Linked DNA regions of Danio rerio: region 1 is linked to region 2. Evidence: chromatin contacts called from public Micro-C data. All regions are on one chromosome and are shown on one strand. Each heading gives the region's core, a stretch centred on a gene start, on an enhancer-like site or on the middle of the called end of the contact. The rest is flanking DNA. Distances are from core to core; before and after follow the strand shown. Region 1 has its middle 33 kb from the start of tbc1d30. Region 2 overlaps ntf3 (neurotrophin 3).

Region 1 (2,700 bases), core at 63-2,562, 59 kb before region 2:
GTTTACATGTTGAAATCCTGCCTTTTAATGTGGGAATTCTGAGTTTACATGTTAATATCCTGACTTTTTATTTGAGGAATTCTGAGTTTACCTGTTGAAATCCTGACCTTGTAAACTCAAAATTCCAACATTACAAGGTCAGGATTTCAACAGGTAAACTCAGAATTCCTCAAATAAAAAGTCAGGATATTAACATGTAACCTCAGAATTCCGACATCAAAAAGTCAGGATTTAAATTTGTAAACTCAGAATTCCTGGATTAAAAGGTCAGGATTACAAATTATAAACTCAGAATTCCGACATCAAAAAGTCAGGATTTCAAATTATAAACTCAGAATTCCGACATTAAAAAGTCACGATTTTAATATGAAAACTCAGAATTCCTGGAATAAAAGGTCAGGAATTTAACATGTAAACTCAGAATTCAAACATCATTAAGTCAAGATTTTAATATGTAAACTCAGAATTCCGACATCAAAAGTCAGGATTTTAACATGTGAACTCAGAATTCCGACATCAATAAGTCAGGATTTTAATATGTAATCTCAGAATTCCTGGAATAAAAGGTCAGGAATTTAACATGTAAACTCAGAATTCAAACATCATTAAGTCAAGATTTTAATATGTAAACTCAGAATTCCGACATCAAAAGTCAGGATTTTAACATGTGAACTCAGAATTCCGACATCAGTAAGTCAGGATTTTAATATGTAATCTCAGAATTCCAACATCAAAAGTCAGGATTTTAACATGTAAACTCAGAATTCCTGGATTAAAAAGTCAGGATTTTAAATTATAAACTCAGAATTCCGACATCAATAAGTCAGGATTTTAATATGTAAACTCAGAATTCCTGGAATAAAAGGTCAGGATTTTAACATGTGAACTCAGAATTCCGACATCAATAAGTAAGGATTTTAATATGTAAACTCCTGGATTAAAAAGTCAGGATTGAAAAAGAGAAATTCAGGATTGCGAGATGTAAACTCAGACTTCAGATAACAATGTCAAAATGATAAAATGTGAACTTGTAATTCTGTGAAAAATCCAAGGTAAAAGGTTATAAAGTTTGCAACTGTATTCTTTTATCCAGTGACATTAACAAGCCTCCACAACCTTCAGTCCATTAGGTTTTGTGAAAGAAAACTAGTTACCCTTTTAGTTAGATTTTATTTGATGTCTTCAGCTTATTTTGAGCTGCATGGCTTCTCGCTTTCACTTTCTCATTCATTGGCTTTCTCTTTGCACAGCAGAAGTTGCTCCTGTCACTCCACGACACAAACACAATCATAACATGTCAATGTAAAGAGCAGACAAGTGCAGACAGGGCTGTTCTCTGGGGTAATAATAACTATAATCAAGCGGACGTGCCCACTCCCTGACTCATCTGCAGGAAAACTCATATACACACCGAGAGCTTTACCCATGCGTTCAGCTAATGGACATTTAATAGGCTGATCAAAACCAATTATCAAGACCAGACCCTGCAGGCACCTGTCAGATTTGGGCTTTTTCATGCTGATGCTAGAAAAACATCTCAAAGTGCTTGCAAAGTCTCTCTTTTGCATCATTTTCTCTATTTGTGTGCTGTAGGTTTTATATAAGTTTTATTTCTTCTCACAATAAGCCATGAATCTTCATTTCAGCAGCACTAAACTACAGAGATTTATAATATATGTTTCTAAAGTTTCTTACTGAGGGATTTGTTCATGCATAATTTCCCTGATTATATACTACACTTTATTATGCAAATTAATATGGAATTAAAATTAGTAAAATTTACTTTGTAAAAAGCTTTATTCCAATTGGTCAAAAATGTAATGAAATTCAAATTAAATTAAATTCAAATAATTAAATTAAATAAAAAAAATTACAAATAAAAAAGGAAAAATAAAATATAAAATAAAATCAATCGTAAAATCGAATCAAATGCATGGAAAATAAAATAATAAATAAAAATATTTAAAAAATTAAACAGTTAAATTAAAAAAAAAATTAAATAAAAAAATACAAATGGAAAATTAAAATAGAAATAAAATAAAATGAAATGAAAACAAATAAAATGGAAAAAATAACAAATTAAAATATACAATTAAATGACATTAAAACAATTAAATTAAATAAAAAAGAAAATGAAATGAAATTTAAAAACTAAAAATGAAATGGAAAAATTAAATAGAAAATCAAATAGAATCAATTAAAAAATAAAATAAAATGGAAAATAAAATAATAAATTAAAATATAAAATGAAATTAAAACAATTAAATTAAACTAAAAAGGAAATCAAATGAAATAAAAAAATGGAAAAATAAAATAGAAAAAATAAAAATAAAAAAATAAAATGGAAAATAAAATAATGAAATGAAATAAAAACAATTAAATTAAATAAAAAAACTAAATTGAATTAAATAAAAAATTACAAACAAAATTGAAAAATAAAATAATAAATAAAAATAAAATGATACATCAAATAAAACGGAAAATCAAGTTAAATAAAAATTACAAATAAAATGGAAAAATAAAATAGAAAAATAAAATGGAAAAATAAAATGCATAATAAAATCAAATCAAATAAAAAATCAAATAAAATCGAAAATAAAATAATAAATTAAAATATAAAATAAAGTATAAATTCAAAAATAAAACATAAAATTTATATATATATATATATATATATATATATATATATATATATATATA
Region 2 (2,700 bases), core at 110-2,609:
AAAGTGTCCATAGTGTATGTGTGTGTATGTAAAAGTGTATGGGTGTTTCCCAGTGATGGGTTGCAGCCGGAAGGGCATCCACTGTGTAAAAAGTATGCTGGATAAAATGGTGGTTCATTCCGCTGTGGTGACACCTGTTTAATAAAGGGACCAAGCCCAAATTGAATGAATGAATGGGCAGGAATTGAATAACTGATTAGCCAATCCCCATAGACAAGAGAAAAATTAAGTAGTGACTGCAGGTTGAAGGAAAATAGTGGAGTAAAAGTACCGATGCAGCACTAAAAATGTACTCAATGCAAAATAAAAGTGCTTGTACTACCAAGTAAATAACAATTTCTGAGAAAAACTACTCAGTTACAGTTGGTTACTTTACACCACTGTCAATACTGAGGAGCACAGCGTGCCGCCCTAAACATTGCGTTAAATGGTGCATTGGCTGGCGTGAAGGCTGTTGCTAATCTCAGGCCAATCCTTCAGGAGTTAAAAGCTCAGGGAGTTGTAAGCCTCCTTGGCCTCCAGTCTTAGATGATGTGCGTAGGTGGTGCACAAGCCCGAATGTCGAGGCCACTGACACAGTGCTGTGAGAGATTAACACCTGTCAGATATGGACATGCTACTGTGCCGCTCCGAGGTTAAATCCAGAGTGCAAAATGAAATAAGAATGCTAAACAAAGCAGCCCGCGTCTTTCAGTAACACTTGATTGGTGTTGCTAAAATGAAGGAAACCTCAAGTGTTTATGAGGATTAATCCCGAGGCAAGCGCAGAGCTGTGCATCGAGTGGCCTAAACCAGTTAAAGGAGATCAGGGAGCAGATTTTGACGCCTAATGCTCCCGTGTCCTGGAATACGAGTTCACAGAGAGTGCTGTTTTATGTCCCTTCATATTATGTCATTTTCAGATGCTAACCGATATAGCAAAGAGCTCTTGTTTCCCAATGAAAAGAGCTGCTAATTTAGAAAAGGTCTGTGCATTGGTATCACAAGACTCGGGTTATATAAAAAGCGATTCCTTTTTGCTGAGATCAGACTGATTGCGGAGGACAGTCTGTGTGTGTGAATGAAAGGACTTTCTTGAGGTGCTTTTCTTCCGAAACTGATGGACTTGCGAGCTCTTAAACAATGCTGGCCTGTGTTTGAGATGAAAGTATTTAAGGCGGTTGTTAGGTTGTTATCTATCGCCTTCAGCGCATGGCTGCAGAGGAGCCGTCCTAGAGTAAACAGGAGCCAGGGGTGATTTTTAAAAACAATACATCCCTCTGATCCGGTAAAGATCAGTCCACTCCTAGAGCAAATCTCCATTTGGTCTCAACCAGACACACATGTGACGACCTTTTAATGTGCGGTATGTGTTATTCATTGCATAATTTGAACGCCCTCAAGTCACGCAGTCGTGCTGACAATGACGAGTCTTGGCGCGCTTGTACGTGTCCAATAGCTAATTGCTTTTGGTAATCGAATGACTTTTCGTAATTATTCAAAGTCTTCCTTCTCCGACCTAGTTTAAATGGATTAGGGCATCAGCAAATTTGGGCATTCCTAAGAAAGCAACCGAGTCAATTAGCGGCTCTGTCAGCTGACTCGGCCAATCAATGAACTTACAGTGTCATTCCAGGCGCAGGCTTGGTGTGGTTTGGCTCGCGGTTGTGTGTGTGTGTGTGTGTGTGTGTGTGTGTGTGTGTGTGTGAAAATACCACCCAAGGAAATGGTCGAAATCATTCATCACTGGCACTGAAAATCATCCGTTACTTTCATTTCATGCTTCATTTGGGTCAGGGGTAAGAGCGTGTCACAGGGAGTCATTTATAACGCTGTGTCTAATTAGACTGTAGTGGTCGCTTTGTTTTACAATGTGAGGTACCAAAAGAAGGGCGGTGTTGCAATGCCATTGATGAACAGTTTTGGGTTCCCTACACTCAAAAAATGCTTGTTTAAACTACACTGAAAAAAGTGTTGCATGCAGAACTGTTGCAAACAATTTATTTGTGTTGAATTTAAACAAACAAATTAAATTGAATAATGTTCAACTTAATTTGTTTGTTTCAATTCAACACAATTAAATTGTTTACAACCACTTAACATAAAAAACTTAGTAAATCTAAGGAATCATCTTTGAATAATTTTTTTTCAGTGTAGTTATTTAAAATAAGTTGAAACAACACAGTTCTTAAGGTTTTAGGGGGGCGACTTCAATGTTTTCAACACAATCTCACGGCAATTCGTAACTTTTTGATTTAGTGGCTAGTTCGTATGAATTTATACGATCTAATTCGTACATTTTAATACGATTTGCTCATCCCCCAATGACGGTTGGGTTTAGGGGTGGGGTTGGGTGCCACGCCTCCTTTTTAAAATTGTATAACTTCGTACGACTGAACTTGTATGAAAATTTGCCTCTAAACTGGCAAAACGTAAAATACTTACGTTTTCTCGTGAGGTCAGGCTGATGTTTTATGTTCAATCCATCTAAATTGGTAAAAATGGTTAAGTTAGCTTACTGATTTGTTTTGGGAACTTGAAGGAACTGCACTGTAAAAGGAGATTAGTAGCTTAAAACGAGTAAAACCATTTGCCCTAAAAGCAACAGGTTAACTTTACAGAAATAAAGTAAGTAAACTCATTGTAACTTGGAACTGTTGAGTTGACTTCATTTTTATAATTATGCTAATTGAGCTCACTTTTTAAAATCAACTAATCCCT

Evidence for each region. A called contact is a pair of places that touch in the nucleus more often than the background predicts.
Region 1: a Micro-C map of caudal fin shows a contact between it and region 2, with 2.4 times the contacts expected there. The contact joins two enhancer-like sites. A contact is called at or near these places in 2 of 18 Hi-C or Micro-C datasets (caudal fin and embryo).

The regions. Positions count from the first base shown.
Region 1 is chr4:4,834,248-4,836,947 of GRCz12tu, reverse strand. It overlaps a transcript of ntf3 not described here. Among named protein-coding and RNA genes, the nearest start is that of tbc1d30, 33 kb to the left of the region's middle. Within about 2 kb of position 1,312, at least 2 of the 62 cell types and tissues checked have an H3K27ac peak or open chromatin away from gene starts, as enhancers often do. A contact at or near this core is called in caudal fin, where this site is marked.
Region 2 is chr4:4,775,445-4,778,144 of GRCz12tu, reverse strand. The region is part of intron 1 of ntf3 (neurotrophin 3); the gene reads left to right. Among named protein-coding and RNA genes, the nearest start is that of ntf3, 15 kb to the left of the region's middle. Within about 2 kb of position 1,359, at least 5 of the 62 cell types and tissues checked have an H3K27ac peak or open chromatin away from gene starts, as enhancers often do. A contact at or near this core is called in caudal fin, where this site is marked.